Regions from separate parts of the Macaca mulatta genome. Here region 2 is linked to region 1. The links are chromatin contacts, called in public Hi-C maps. All regions are on one chromosome and are shown on one strand. Each heading gives the region's core, a stretch centred on a gene start, on an enhancer-like site or on the middle of the called end of the contact. The rest is flanking DNA. Distances are from core to core; before and after follow the strand shown.

What was found. A called contact is a pair of places that touch in the nucleus more often than the background predicts.
Region 2: a contact with region 1 is called in a Hi-C map of CD4 T cells, with 3 times the contacts expected there. The contact joins the promoter of TTLL4 here to the promoter of RNF25 in region 1. A contact is called at or near these places in 2 of 14 Hi-C or Micro-C datasets (CD4 T cells and cortical neurons).

The regions. Positions count from the first base shown.
Region 1 is chr12:123,910,977-123,918,518 of T2T-MMU8v2.0, reverse strand. RNF25 (ring finger protein 25) reads left to right here and starts at 4,754. Exons shown (of 9, transcript XM_077957600.1): 1 at 4,754-4,826. The coding sequence starts at 4,786. STK36 (serine/threonine kinase 36) reads right to left here and starts at 4,738. Exons shown (of 27, transcript XM_077957592.1): 1 at 4,489-4,738; 2 at 3,842-4,014; 3 at 2,985-3,125; 4 at 2,794-2,871; 5 at 1,283-1,413; 6 at 482-731. The coding sequence starts at 3,925.
Region 2 is chr12:123,946,853-123,954,538 of T2T-MMU8v2.0, reverse strand. TTLL4 (tubulin tyrosine ligase like 4) reads right to left here and starts at 3,705. Exons shown (of 20, transcript XM_077957616.1): 1 at 3,477-3,705.

The DNA.
Region 1 (7,542 bases), core at 3,505-6,004:
GGCAGGAGAACGGCACGAACCTGGGAGGTGGAGAATGCAGTGAGCCGAGATCACGCCACTGCACTCCAGCCTGGGCGACAGAGCAAGACTCCGTCTCAAAAAAAAAAAAAAACAAACTCTGTCTCAAAAAAAAAAAACAGTGTGTAGCACCTTTCCCTTCTCTCTCTTCCTCCTGATCTGCCACATAAGACATGCCTGTTTCCCCTTTGCTTTCCATCACGATAGTAAGTTTCCTGAGGCTTCCGCAGCCATCCTTCCTGTACAGGTTATGGAGCTGTGAGCCAACTAAACCTCTTTTCTTTATAAATTACCCAGTTTCAGGTAGTTCTGTATAGCAATGCGAGAACAGACTAACATAGCCATTAATTCAGTAACTGCAAAGTCCCGACTCAGCTCTGGAAAAGGATTTTGGAAAAAGGAACAGAGGTAGAGGGAGACAGATTTCTAATGTAAAAGCCATCTCCCTTTCAATATTCATTACCTTAAAGCAGGGACTGATGGTTGAGGGCCAGCGCACAGGGTCCTTGAGAATGAGGCTGACCAGCTGAAAGATGCTTGTAGCATAGAAGGGAGGAGTGCCTACTGCCAGTTCATACAGTATGCAGCCAACAGACCAGAGGTCAGCTGTGTGGTCGTATGGTCGTTCCTCCACCAGCTCTGGAGACATATAGAGTGGTGTGCCTTTGATGGACGTCAGCACCATTGTGTTGGTGCTCATAGCCCGGGCAAATCTGCAGAAGATAACGGGATGGATATGGAAAGAGAAAAGATATTCTAAACCTGGTCACTACTACCTAACATAGAGATATTCCAAACCGGAGCAGCGGGAGCACCTTTGATTAGGTTCCAGAAGACCCAGCAGAAGTCCCAATCTCCAGCTCTGGTTCTAAAATGAGGCGCAAATAAGTCAAGAGTATGGTCTAAGATTCCCTGTGGGGCCGGACGCAGTGGAGTAATCCTAGCACTTTGGGAGGCCGAGGTGGGCAGATCACCTGAAGTCAGGAGTTCGAGATCAGCCTCACCAACATGGAGAAACCCCGTCTCTACTAAAAACACAAAATTAGCCAGGCGTGGTGGCACACGCCTGTAATCCCAGCTACTCTGGAGGTTGAGGCAGTCGAATTGCTTGAACCCAGGAGGCAGAGGTTGCGGTGAGCGGAGATCATGCCATTGCACTCCAGCCTGGGTAACAAGAGTGAAACGCCTTCAAAAACAAATTAAAAAAAAAAAAAAAAAGATACCCTGTGGAACTGGAAGCATAGATGGATGCTAGAATCTTTACCCAAAGTCACAGAGCTTGATGCCACCACCCTTGGCAAGGAGGATGTTCTGAGGTTTCATATCTCGGTGTAGGATGCGGTGGGAATGCAGATAGTACAGGGCTGATACCAACTGAGCAGCAATGGCCTGAACCTAGAGGTTAAAGAGGTGAGAGAAAGGAAAAAAAGGTTAGAAGCAGCAGCTGGCTGACAAATCCAAAAACTTCTCCTAATATTACTGCTAATCTTTTCTTCCTTCCCTTTCTCGCAGAGCTTCACACTATTCCTTTCTTAGTTATTGTTCCCCTTGTTTAATCCTTCTTTCATTTGCTCATTCATTCATTCAAGAAAAATTTATTGAATCTCATTTACTATCTGCTTGACCATGGGCAAACTAAGGTGACAATCTATATACTGACACCATCTACGCTGGTGGATTATTGTAAGGATTGAGTTAAAGCATGCAAAATAATACTCAGAATGGTGCCTGGCACATAGTATATATTCAATACACATTACCTGTTATTAAATAAAACAAAATGCCTTTTTTCAAGAAAAGTAGTCAGACAAACAATCAAGACAGATAAAACAAATATGGTGATTAGGCATGGTGGCTCACGCCTGTAATCCCAGCACTTTGGGAGGCTGAGGCGGGCAGATCACCTGAGGCCAGGAGTTCGAGACCAGCCTGGCCAGCATGGTAAAACCCCATCTCTACTAAAAGTACAAAATTAGCTGGGCATGGTGGCACATGCTATAATCCCGGCTACTGGGGAGGCTAAGGCATGATAATTGCTTGAACCTAGGAGGCGGAGGTTGTTGTGAGCCAAGATCGTGCCACTGCACTCCAGCCTGGGCAACAAAGCAAGACTCCATCTCAAAAAATAAAATTCAATTAAAAATAAAATAATAAAAAAAAGATTACTTACAAATAGTGGTGAGTGCTTAGAAGGAAAGGGAATGCTGCAATAATGAATCCCAAGGGGGGCCTACTTGCTTGAGTACAGAGAAACCCCTAGAATAAATGTGGCTGGAGGATATGTGTAACAAAATCCCACTGCTAACCACTATGTCCTGGTGCCAAATCCTGACTCACCACAACCTTTATTCTTACTGCCCTCTTTCTGGTTCCATTTCACTGGTCCTTCTTCCCTAAAGGTATCTAATAACAACAATGTTAATAGCAACTATTCAAACACATTACATGACTTATCACTCTTCACCATAGACTTATCAGGCAAACATGATTATTATCTTCATTTTACAAATGAGGAAACTAAGCACAAAGAAATTAAAGTAACTTGTCCAAGCAGACCCAGCTAGGAAGGTGCAGAGCCAAGCTTCCTACTCAGATATTTTGGCTCTAATGTTTATATAATTTACTCCCACACCACACTGCCTCTATATACCTAGACTCTTATATTCTTCTCAGAAGTCTGAGAAGAAATGGAGACTCTCAGTGTCCTTAGCTTGCTCTACCAGTTCCTAACCTGGAGAGAGGTTGGTGGTGGGAAGTTGAAGGCAGGAAGCATACCTGGTCTTCGGGAAGTTTTCCATCATCTTCTAGAATCTGAAAGAGCTCTCCCTCAGCATAGTCTGTCACCACCACCACCTACAGAGAGAAGGCAGTGGCACTGATGGCTCCAGATTCATATATTCTGAGGTTGGGAAATTCCTGGAACCCTTGTGCCTGGGGAGACAGGGCCCAAAACTGTCAAAGCACACCTCTTTGTCAGTTTCAAAGCTGTCAAGCATATGCACAATGTTGGGATGCCGCAGACCCCGCATTATTTCAATCTCTCGTTGCAAATTCCTCAGCTCCTTCTCTGAGCGCCCCAATTTTGGGATGAACTTCAGGGCCACGACCTGTCAGGGGTAAGGTGAAAAGTTAATGCCTAATCACACTACTGAAAAGAGCCAGAATTTCAGACTTAATCTCAGAGCTCCAGAAGTCAGACTTTAGAGTGTTTGAGTAACTCTTATTATTTCTGTCAGTCTCCTGCTTCCATTTTCTCCATGGTACCCTGGCCTTATCCAGGCTTTCCCCACTCCTCATCCCAGGAGGAAACAGCATGGGCAAAACATCTCACCTTCTAGGAGAAGTGTTCTGATTTGACCAAAGCAGTCAAGATGAGATTTAGGGGAAAGGAAAGGAAAAAAAATTAAGAGGAAATAATAGAGTTCAAGTGGTTTACCTCTTACTACATGGTGTGCTAGAGACTAATAATAATAATATTTGTTGTTTACTAAGAGCCAGGCACTGTACTAACTGATTTAATGTGACAACATACTTAATCTCAAATGCCATCAATCAGTTGCTGTTCTTATCCCCATTCTAGAGATGAGGAAATTGAGACATAGAGAAGTTAAGTAATTTGTCCATAATTCTAGGGTTAGAAAGCGGTGGAGATGGAACTTATACCCAAATAATACAACTTCAGAGCTTATACTCCATAAGAAGTATGAGAGAGTCAATGCCTTAGGAATATAAACTGGTATACATACATCCCTTCTAGACCCATTTTCCACTGGAGTTGGGGGTACCAAATCCCACCCAAAAGGTATCCCTCTTTGTACAATACCTGAGCACTGTATTTTCTTCGACCCTTGTACACCCTCCCAAAAGAGCCTTCTCCAATCATCTCCAACACGTGGTACTTTTCCATGACAGAGGTTTCAGAATCTCTTAGAAGGAAAAAGGTAGAGACGGTGAAGAGCTATAGATCCAGGGACAATTCCACAACATCTGGGAGGCCTAGTTGGGGCATGGGAAAGGAAAAATGTTAGCCATCTTGCCTTTTCTCTTTTTCACAAAGACCAAGCCTCAAAAAACATGGGAGGGTAGAATGATGCAAAGATGATGCGATCTTGGAACAAACACAGCATCTCTTTGTAGTTCCTCTCCACTTTCAGCCTCCTGTCCCCAACCCGGCCCCATGCCCACCTGACACCTGGTCCCCCTTCTCCCTCATCCAGCTTGGCCCACTCGACCCTGCTCTCTTAACCTAGCATCGCCCACCCAACCCTGCTCCTTCGAGTCTCCCCCAAGTTCCTGCCACTCCCAGATTCCTCAGCACCTGCTCTCAGACCCCCTGGCCCATGCGCTTCGCAAGCCAGGGTCCCTCTCTCATCCCCAGCCTAGGAGATCCAAGCTCCTCGGGCCCAGGGACGGATTCCCTGGCCTTTAGCCCCATATCTTCTGGCTGCCTGCATACGTTGCCTGACTTACAATTCTTCTCCACCCGCCCCTCTCGCCAGTCTCTTTTGGCTCCCTTTCTAACAATTTCACTCGCTAGAACTGGTGAGAAGTTCAGAGGACAAAGGCGCTCAGAGGTGTGGGAGGGACGGCGGACCACACATGGGCACTTCCTGGGACGCATCCGAACTGCCTCTGGGCCATCAGGCCCGGCTAAGGACCCGGAGTCTGCGGTTGCCTAGAAACGACGCTAGCTGCCCACCCCTCTTAGTTTTCCGCCTCCGACTTCCCTAAGGGCATTTCCGGTTCCGGCTGCGGGCCGGTGAAGACATGGCGGCGTCTGCGTCTGCAGCTACAGGGGAGGAGGACTGGTAACTTCGGGGGCATGGGCTTTGGCTGACAGTCTGGGTCTAGTCCAGAGGCCTAGCAGCTGTCGCAGACGGTCCGTACGGCGGGCGTGTGGGGTGGAGCGAAGGATGAGGGATGGCAGAGATGCTGACATCTCCTCTGGGAGATCTTCTAGACTGGGGAACGGGAGGGTGGAGGGGCGCTGATCTGAGTGAGAAGAGACCGGGTCTGCGCCCGCCAGACCAGTTCAGGCCTCGCCTTATCCGGTTCGATCCCCTTTCCTCCAGCTTCACGCTATCCCTTTCTATGCTCCTCAAATGAATTTTCTCAGGGGCTTTGGGGGATGCCTGCCCGTCAGACCTCCCCATCTCCCTTTCGCCTCTCAGAACTAGTGCCCTCCAGTTCGGTACCCCTTTCTCCTTGGATCAGCGTTTTTCCGCCGACGCTTTCCTCAACCTTCTCTCTCCCACACAGCACTAGTGAGGACTATTGTCTGAATAAAGCTTTACACCTCACATAAAGTCCCTCTAGTCCTTCTCTCAAGCATTCTTAACTAAAGACTAGAACATGGAAGGACTCTGGGATTTGGAAGTAGGATCAATGTGGGTTAACTCCGCATTTTATTAGCTGTGTGATGCTGACCAGGCCATCTAGCTTCTGTGAGTCAGTGTCCTCAGCTGTAAAAACAAAGTGGGTGTGGTATTTACCTCAGAATAGTTGAGAGGATCACGATGGATTTGTAATATACTTAAGTCTGTTTTTTTGTTTTGTTTTGTTTTGTTTTGTTTTTTGAGACAGAGTCTCACTGTCACCCACGCTGGAGTGCGGTGGTGCGATTATGGCTCACTGCAGCCTCAACCTCCCCAGGCTCAGGTGATCCTCCTGCCTCAGCCTTCCAAGTAGCTGAGGCTACAGGTCTGTGCCACCATGCCCAGCTAATTTTGTATTTTTTGTAGAGACAGAGTTTTGCCATGTTGGCCAGGCTGGTCTTGAACCCCTGGGTTCAAGTGATCCTCCCACCTCAGCCTCCCAAGGTGCTGGAATTACAGGCGTGAGCCACCACACCCGGCCTCCTTTTCATTAATAACTGAGGTGCAGGCACCTGGGAAGATTAGATGAGCCCCAAAGAAGTAAAGTGATTTGCCAAAAGGTGGAAAATTGCGACTAGAAATCCACATCTATCTGACTCCACACCTTAGATTCTTTATACTAGGACATTCTTCAGTCCCCTCTCCCCCATTTTGTTGTCACCACCTTACCAGCATCCCATCCAGGACCCACATAACTAGGGTAGGCAAAGTATTGAAGGGCCACTTGACTGAGGCTACACCTCAGTGTTACATTGGTTCAGGGAGCCCTGCTAGTACTGGCCTTTATTAAGACTATCTAGACTACTGGTTTTCAAAGTGTTCAGGGAAACTTTTTCTTTTCTTTTTTTAAGAGACGGAGTCTTACTTTGTCACCCAGGCTGGAGTACAGTGGCAAGATCATGGCTCATTACAGACTCAACCTTCTGGGCTCCAGCGATTCTTCTGCCTCAGCCTCCCAAGTAGCTGGGACCACTGTGTCCAGCTAATTTTTTATTTTCTGTAGAGATAGTCTCGCTTTGTTGCCCAGGCTGGTCTCGAACTCCTGGCCTCAAGTGATCCTCCCACCTCAGCCTCCCAAAGTGCTGGGATAACTTATAGTTGACCTGTTCAGGGGAACTTTTAAGATTCAGGGGAAACACCTTGAGCCATGGAGAGAACAACAGTGAGTGCAGCAGCCTGTAGTGCTGTGAGACTCCCATCCCATGTCAGCCAAAACTACACTATTTTCTGTGAGGTGTAAAGCTTTGTATTTTATATTTTGAAGTTTCTGCCTAAGACTTAACAACAACTGACATAAGTCATGCTGGAGCAGCCTTACTCTTAGAATGAAGAGAGAGCAGTATGAGAAAGGAAAGTATGCATTTTTCCATGTATCACCTGGTAGAGCTGTAGACACAAACTGATCACTCAGCTTCAATTTCAATACAACTACTGTTTCTATGCTTATGCATGTGTGTCCTCTGATTTACATCGGAACATGGATGCTAACCTCAACAGGCTGATCTAGATCAACCAGACAGCCAGGGTCATAAATACATCCAGAGTACTCTACTACCTCCCTCCTTCCCTCTTCCTTCTAAGGGAGAAGGTTATATACAGACAGGAAGAAAAAGAGGATGTAGACTAGCTACTATAGCCCAGATACTATTAGGTACTTTATATAAACAAATCACCTTTTATCCTCATAGTAACCCTAGAGAGTAGGTGTTATCATCTATATGTGATAGACAGGATAACTTAAGCTTACAGAGAGGTCACTTCCCAGATCGCATAGCTTGTAAGTGATTGGTACCTGTTACTAACTCCGAGGCTGCTGGCTTTTCCATTACAACACAGCCTTTACACCACCCTAGACCTGTTGTGTTGAGGTTGCTATCTCCTTTAAGAAGGCTTAGGGTGACTGGTGTTAAAAGTGTATGTAGACAGTAGCCAAGGCACTGGGATCCACACTGGACATTGATGTAGGGAAAGGCTGGAGTAATATTGGTAACGTTAATGCTAGTAAATGGGTGCCGTACCTCTAGACCAGAAAGTCAGCCACTAAGGGGAATGAAACTTAAACAGGGAGTCAGGAACCCGACTCTGGGCCCAGTTCTACCTATGTTAAGCCTTGGTTAGTCATTTTATTTTTCTGGAATCCACTTCTTCA
Region 2 (7,686 bases), core at 2,456-4,955, 37 kb before region 1:
CTTTCAATGTTGGTGTTCTTCTGAGTTCAGATTTCTCACTCTGCCTGGCACACAGTGAGCACTCAACAAGTGGCAGCTGCCATTATTACCTCTCTCCCAGAACCATCCCTTCCATGTCATGGCTTCAACCACCTCCTATATTCTCAACTCTATCATCACCCAGGCCTCTCTTGTGAGCTCCAGATCTACAAAATGAACTCCTGGGCCTTTCTACCTGGATGTGCTGCTGCATCACCACCCACATGGTCACTGAAATCAGAAACCTACAATCATTCTACACTGCTCCTTGTCCCATTCTCCTACCTCTATTCTGCCACCAGGTTTTGTCAACACTACCATGGTTAAATCTCTCTAAACCCTCTCCATTTCCACTAGAGCAACCATAAAGCCTTCATCATCTCTAGCCTAGGCCACTATAATAGCTTTCCATTGGCTCCCTGCCTCCAATCTAAAATTCTTCCTATTCAACCAACATATTGACACTACAGTAATCTTAAACCCAAATCTGACATTATTTTTCTGCTAATTGTCTTTCTGTGGTTTTCCTGGAACATACTCTTTACTTGATTTTACTCATGTATCCCTAAAAGAATTTTTTTTTTTTTTTTTTTTTGAGACGGAGTCTCACTCTGTCCCCAGACTGGAGTGCAGTGGCATGATCTCAGCTCACTGCAAGCTCCACCTCCCAGGTTCACGCCATTCTCCTGCCTCAGCCTCCCGAGTAGCTGGGACTACAGGCGCTCGCCACCAAGCCTGGCTAATTTTTTGTATTTTTTAGTAGAGACGGGTTTTCACTGTGTTAGCCAGGATGGTCTCGATCTCCAGACCTCGTGATCCGCCTGCCTCGGCCTCCCAAAGTGCTAGGATTACAGGCGTGAGCCACCGCGCCCAGCCCCTAAAAGAATTTTTAAAACCATGTGTTCCTTACATATGAGGTAACATCTAGACCAGACACAGTGGTTCACTCCTGTAATCCCAGCACTTTGGGAAGCTGAGGCAGGAGGATCACCTGGGCCCAGGAATTTGAGACCAGCATAGGCAACATAGCGAGACACCTATCACTACTAAACATTTTTAAAAATTAGCCAGGTGGGTGGCGTATGGCTATAGTCTCAGCTACTCAGGAGGGTGAGACAGGAGGATTGTTTGAATCCAGGAGTTGGAGTTTACAGTGAGCTATGATCACACCATGGCACTCCAGCCTGGATAACCTCCTGGGCTCAATACATCCTGCCACCTCAGCCTACAAACAGCTGGGACTACAGGAGCATGCCACCATGCTTGTCTAATTTTTATATTGTTTTTTGTAGAGAAGAGGTTTCACCATGTTGCCCAGGCTGGTCTCGAATTCCTGGGCTCAAGCAATTAGCCTGCCTAGGCCTCCCAAAGTGTTGGATTTACAGGTGTGACCCAACACACTCGGTCTTAAAAATAGTTATTAACTATCTTACTGAGTAACACACACTTAAACTAAATCTCTTTAAAAATTTTACAAGTTTTACCCAAAATAACTTAAAAACCCCATTGTCCCAAAAGACATTCCCATTACATTTAACTACTGTGTTCTTTTCAGAATATCCTAACAAGGAACACGCTTTACACTAATGGGATTGTGTATTGGGAAGCCTTCCGTGTTAGGAGGTAACTTAAATCACTAAAGGAGGTGTTCCTGAAAATAAGTATTTCCAAAGTATTCTTTGTTTGTATCTGAGGACATTTTTACACTCAGGTCAATACACCATAGTAAAATTTAGGAAGTGTGAGGGATTTGCCACACACAGCCTCCTCCCCTTTTTTTGTAAGGGCAGTTGTAGAAAAAGAGTTCACTGGGGCCGGGCACAGTGGCTCACGCCTGTAATCCCAACACTTTGGGAGGCTGAGGCGGGTGGATCACGAGGTCAAGAGTTTGAGACCAGCCTGGCTAAGATGGTGAAACCCCATCTCTACTAAAAAATACAAAAAACTAACCGGGCGTGGCAGCGTGCGCCTCTAATCCCAGCTACTCGGGAGAATGAGGCAGGAGAATCGCCTGAACCCGGGAGGTGGAGGTTGCAGAGAGCCAAGATCGCACCATTGCACTCCAACCTAGGCGACAGAGCAAGACTGTCTCAAAAAAAAAAAAAAAGAGTTCATTGGGAAGCTGACGATCTGGAAACGTATTCATCTAAAGCTAGATGAGCAAGTGTATCCTTTGGGAGTCTAGGGCCCTAATTACTTCACCTTGAAAACCACTGCTCCAGGAATGTAGTTCTAACTCAGTAAAACATCCAAGGCCCTTTGTGATCTAACCCCTACTAACTTCCCTCTTCCTGGATGGCTCCCTCCAAATCTAGCTCAGGTCTGTCAAACTGTTTCCAGTTCTCTTTTCAGGACTTGCTGTATCTTTCCTAAATCCACTGTGTATATGGAATGTCCTCCCACCTCTTTACTCCCAGAAAACACTTGATAATTTTTCAAGGATTGATTCAGTCCAATGAATAAGTAGCTGCTAACTTTCTGAGCACAAAGTGAGTGGTTTAAATGCAAACAGTGTCTCAGTACTCAGTGCAAGAAACGGAAGAATGGGATGGAACACTATCCCAAAGGGTCCCCCAAATGCTTATTGATTGGCTAAATCAACAGATGTTGCAGTTAAGGAATAGGTGATTTGGAGTATCTGAGAAAGCAAAGACGATTCCATCTAGGAAGGATTAAAATATTTCCTAGATCCAGAATGGGAATGTGAAGACCAGGAGGAATGGGAATAATGTCGTTTTCTAAGTAAGTCCGGATTAAGTATTTCCTGTTCTATCACAGCACACACCACAGTATGGCAAATGCTCGTTTACTTGATTAATAAACTCCTAGACTATAAATTCCATGAAAACATGCTTGTCCTATTAGCCACTCTATCCCCTCAATCCCTTCCACTGTACCCAGGCTCATTAAATACTTGTCAATGTTTACTAAAAATTGTTTAGTGAATGATTAAAGGAATGGATGAATGAAGAATTAAATTCCACAGGATCTCAGATCCTGTTTGAATCTGTAGAGTTTAGGAACGTATTCCTCTACAGATACTGAGGATGGAGAAGTAAACATGTAGATATCCATGTTAAATTCGGCCCTGGGGCCTGCGAGGAGCTTAGGCTCACACCCAGAGAGAATTTAAACCTCAGCACGGCGGGACAGAGGTGGCTCGGAGGCCAGGACTAGGGGATGGGGCAGGGTTCGGGCATCCGGAGGCGAGGCCGACTAAGTTCGCGGGGCGTGGCGGAGAGGAGAAGGGCTCCGAGGAGGCGCGAAGTCCCGGCCACCCGAGGCCGCGGCTCCCTGGCCTCCCGGGTGATGAGAGGTGGAGGGAGGGAGCGGGGCTAGGGTGAGACTGGCCGGAGGGCTGGGGACCCGCGCGAAACGACTCCGGTAAAGGGAGGTCGGGAGCGTGGGACCGGTGGAGGGTCTGGGGTCGGTTCCCGTGGCTCCGCAGCCGCACTCACCTAGGGGATCCACCTTCGCCCCGGCTCGGCACCGGCTCCACGCTACTTCCTCCCTCGGCCTGCTAGGCTACCAGGCAGCCTCAGGCGCCCCTAGCAACCACGCACCGCCACGCGTGACCCGCGCACTCGGCCGCCAGCGCCGCTGCCGCCTGCCACTCACTGCGCGCGCCCCCAGCGGACAGACAGAGGGTCTGGAAGGAGAGGGCGGGAGGCAAGCGCGGGGAATCTCGGGGGTTCTGGGGCCTGTGGGGCGGGTCGTCACCTGCCTCGCGCACGCGCAGTCCGTTCAGTGCGGTGGGACCGGGCGAGCGGAATTCTGGGAGATGTAGTCCCGGGGTTAAAGCGCTGAAAGGCTCCATTCTGAGCGTCCAGGACTCTCCCTTTCTACTCTGATTCTACCTACTCCCTATGGACTGTTTTCTTTTTTAGAGACAGAATCTTGCTCTGTCGCCCAGGCTGTAGTGCAGCGACGTGATCATAGCTCACTGCGAACTTGAACTCCTGCTCAAGCGATCCACCCGCCCCCAGCCTTCCTAGTAGCTGGGACTATGGGCACGCCACCATGCTGGGCTATTTTTTTAATTTTTTTCTTAGGACAGGGTCTCACTATGTTGCCCAGACTGGTCTTAAACTCTTGGCCTCAAGTGATCCTCCTGCATCAGCCTCCTGGTCGCTGGGATTACGACGGGAGCCCCCACGCCTGGCCTGGACTCTTTGGCCTTGCCTCAATTGAAAATCAAAGGGCCCAGTCTCTGTTGAAGGATTTCTAGTAAAAGCCTTTGAGTTTGACCCCAGGAAAGGGGAGATTGCCCCCGATTCACTCTGCCTCCCTCTAACCCGCCCTTCCCTAACCCCAACCTATCCAGCGGGGCAAAATTAAAACCACCTGCCTGCTTTATGGGCTTCAAGTGTGAATTTTAGGAAATACTGACTCAATTCCTTATCTCGTTAGCTCCCCAGGCAAGACAGATCGTGCTACTATCTCAGATGTCCGTAGACCTGAGAGATTTGGAGATCTAAGAAAGCTGGAAGATGAAAGGATCTTTCCTAGGCAATTGGCTACAGAAATAAAGGGGACAAAGATAAAACTAATCTGATGAAAACAATCTGGACCAGAGGAAGGATCTCAATAAATAACTTATTTAGTCAACAGTCGTTGATGGATGCTAAAAGTATTAGATAATCTACGGGAGAATTTTACACTGAAGGATGTACACTGAAGATCACCTATATGTACTAATCAATCTTAGATAACGAAACATGGCACAGCTGTGCATTGTGTTTCTTGATGTGATGCAATTGCACAGAAATATTTATGAAGTATAGTGTATTTTTGTAAAAAAAAAAAAAAAAAGTTGAGTGACTCCAACTGAATAACACTACAAAAAAGCAATCAGACAAATCCAGAATGTGGGCCAATGTACAGAACAAATGACCTCTTCTTCCTTCAACAATTTCAGGGTATAAAAATGGGGGGAGATGTTTTAGATTATAAGAGATTTAAGAATATATTCAAATGTTGGCCAGGTGCAGTGTCTCACACTTGTAATCCCAACACTCTGAGGATCACTTGAGGTCAGGAGTTCAAGACCAGCCTGGGCAACATGGTGAAACCCCGTGTCCAACAAAAAATACAAAAATTAGCCAGGCATGGTGGTGCACACCTGTAGTCCCCAGCTACTCAGGAGGCTGAGGCAGGAGAATAGCTTGAACTCAGGAGGCAGAAGTTGCAGTGAGCCGAGATTGTGCCACTGCATTCCACCCTGGGCAACAGAGCAAGACTTCATCTTGAAAAAAATAGAAATAAAAAAAAGAAATATATTCCAATGCAATGAGTGCAGCTTGTTTGGATCCTGATTCAAACAAACTGTAAAATGACACTTTTGAGACTGAGAAACAAAAATTCTAAGTCCTGCCCCAACCAACTGAATGGACCCCGCCTTGGCTAAGGGGACGCTAGAGCAACCTTAAAAACTGAGTTCGCGGCTATGATGAGATGGGAGGTCCAACATGCCTCAATACGCCCCTTCCTTATTAACCTTTAAGCAGAATTCTTTCCTAAGGAGTAAGCAGAAACCAGCTCTAGAAATCAAGAAAGGGATGATTCATTGGTTTTAGAGGCCAGAACCAGACTCCCTACTCTTTGCACTTTTCTTCCTTTTTTTTTTTTTTCCTTTTTTTTGAGAAGGGATCTCACTATGTCACCTAGGCTGGAGTGCAGTGGCATGAACACAGCTCACTGCAGCCTCAAACTCCTGGGCTGAAGCAGTCCTCCACCTGAGCCTCCCAAGCAGCTAAGACCACAGACACAAACAACCACGCCTGGCCAATTTTAAAATTTTTTGTAGAGACAAGGTCTTTATGTTGCCCAGACTGTCTTTGCAGTTTCAAAGTGAAAACTCATCAGTTTCACAATACATCCCTTCCTAAAACTGACCATCTCCAGATGGGTTTTGGAGGAGGGTGCACAGTGAGGGTTTTCATTTCCTGTGCTATACCTTTTGACATCAGAGGGCTGAAAACTGCTCCCTACGATCACGTGAATGCAGCCATTTTTTGAATATGCAACCCATGAAGAGGCATGAAGCTCAATTGTGCATGTACTTGTCTCTGTCATAATCATGACTCCTCCTATAGCTTATTAAATATGTATATTTAGCCAGCCCACTCTGTGTAAATTTCTGTTCCCTTTACCCCTCCCTCAAAGTACCTGCTATCAGCTTCTGCCAGAAACTATACTTCCTAGCCTGACAGAATGGCCACCTTGCAGGCTGCAACCCTTTATAAGAAATAAAGCTCTCCTTTTCAAATTTATGAACCCCAAGATTCTTCGTTGTCAAGACTATGGAAAAATCTGAATAAGGATTGGGAACATTAAGAACATAGCTGATGTGGTAGGCCCAATGGCTCAAGTCTGTACTCCCAGTATTTGAGAGGCTGAGGTCGGAGGACTGCTTGAGTCCAGGAGTTTGAGGCTACAGTGAGCTAACACTGCACCACTGTGCTCCACCCTGGTGATCCCCTCTCTTAAAAAAAAAAAAAAAGAAAAATAGAGCATAGACAACGTTAAGAAACTACTATTTATTCTCTTATTGTAGGGAGCTGAACGGTGGCCCCCCATAGAGAAGATGGATCTGTATCCTAATTCCAGGAACTTGTAAATATTACCTTATATGGTTGATGGCGTTTAGGAAATGCCACCCCAAAATATGACACTTTGGTATGTTGATTACGTTGGACAAAGGGCACAAGGTAATAGCAGATGCAGTCGGGGGGTTGTCTGAGTTCCTCCAAAAGGAACTCAACTGGTATGAATCCTTTCCCTGAGAATATTATCAACTGGGAAAAATGAACTGAGATCACAGCAGAGGAAACTGGAGGTTCACACTGTGCCCAGACAATCACCTATTCTCCTGAGGGCTGCTGTGAGATAACTTTATTTCCTGAGAGAGTTTTATCTACAGAACAAGACCACTTTCATTTACCATAGAATTCCTCCCCTCACCATCCCAAAACTTGTGTCTCCACCACCTCCCAGAAGTCCCAAGCTCCTATTCCTTCCTGTAGCTCAGGATGCTATATAAGCCTCGAACATCTGACCCTTCTTTGAGTCTCATATTTTGTAGGACACTTACGTGTATGTACAACAATAAATGTGGTTTTTCTCCTGTTAAACTCTTTTTTTTTTTTTTTTTTTTTGGTGACAGGATCTCATTCTGTTGCCCAGGCTGGAGTGCAGTGGCATGATCTCGGCTCACTGCAGCCTCCGCCTCTCGAGTTCAAGCGATTCTCCTGTCTCAGCCTCCTGAGTACCTGGGATTACGGGCATGTATCACCATGCCTGGCTCATTTTTGTATTTTTAGTAGTTTCACCATGTTGGCCAGGCTGGTCTCCAACTCTTGACCTCAGGTGATCCACCCGCCTCAGCCTCCCAAAGTGCTGGAATTATAGGCATGAGCCACCATGCCCAGTCTTTTTTTTTTTTTTTTTTTTTTTTTTGAGATAGTCTCGCTCTGTCATCCAGGCTGGAGTGCAGTGGCACGATCTGGGCTCACTGCAACCTCTGCCTCCCACGTTCAAGCGATTCTCATGTCTCAGCCTCCCGAGTAGCTGGGATTACAAGCGTGCACCACCATGCCCGGCTAATTTTTGTATTTCTGGTAGAGATGGAGTTTTGCCATGTTGGCCAGGCTGGTCTCAAACTCCTGG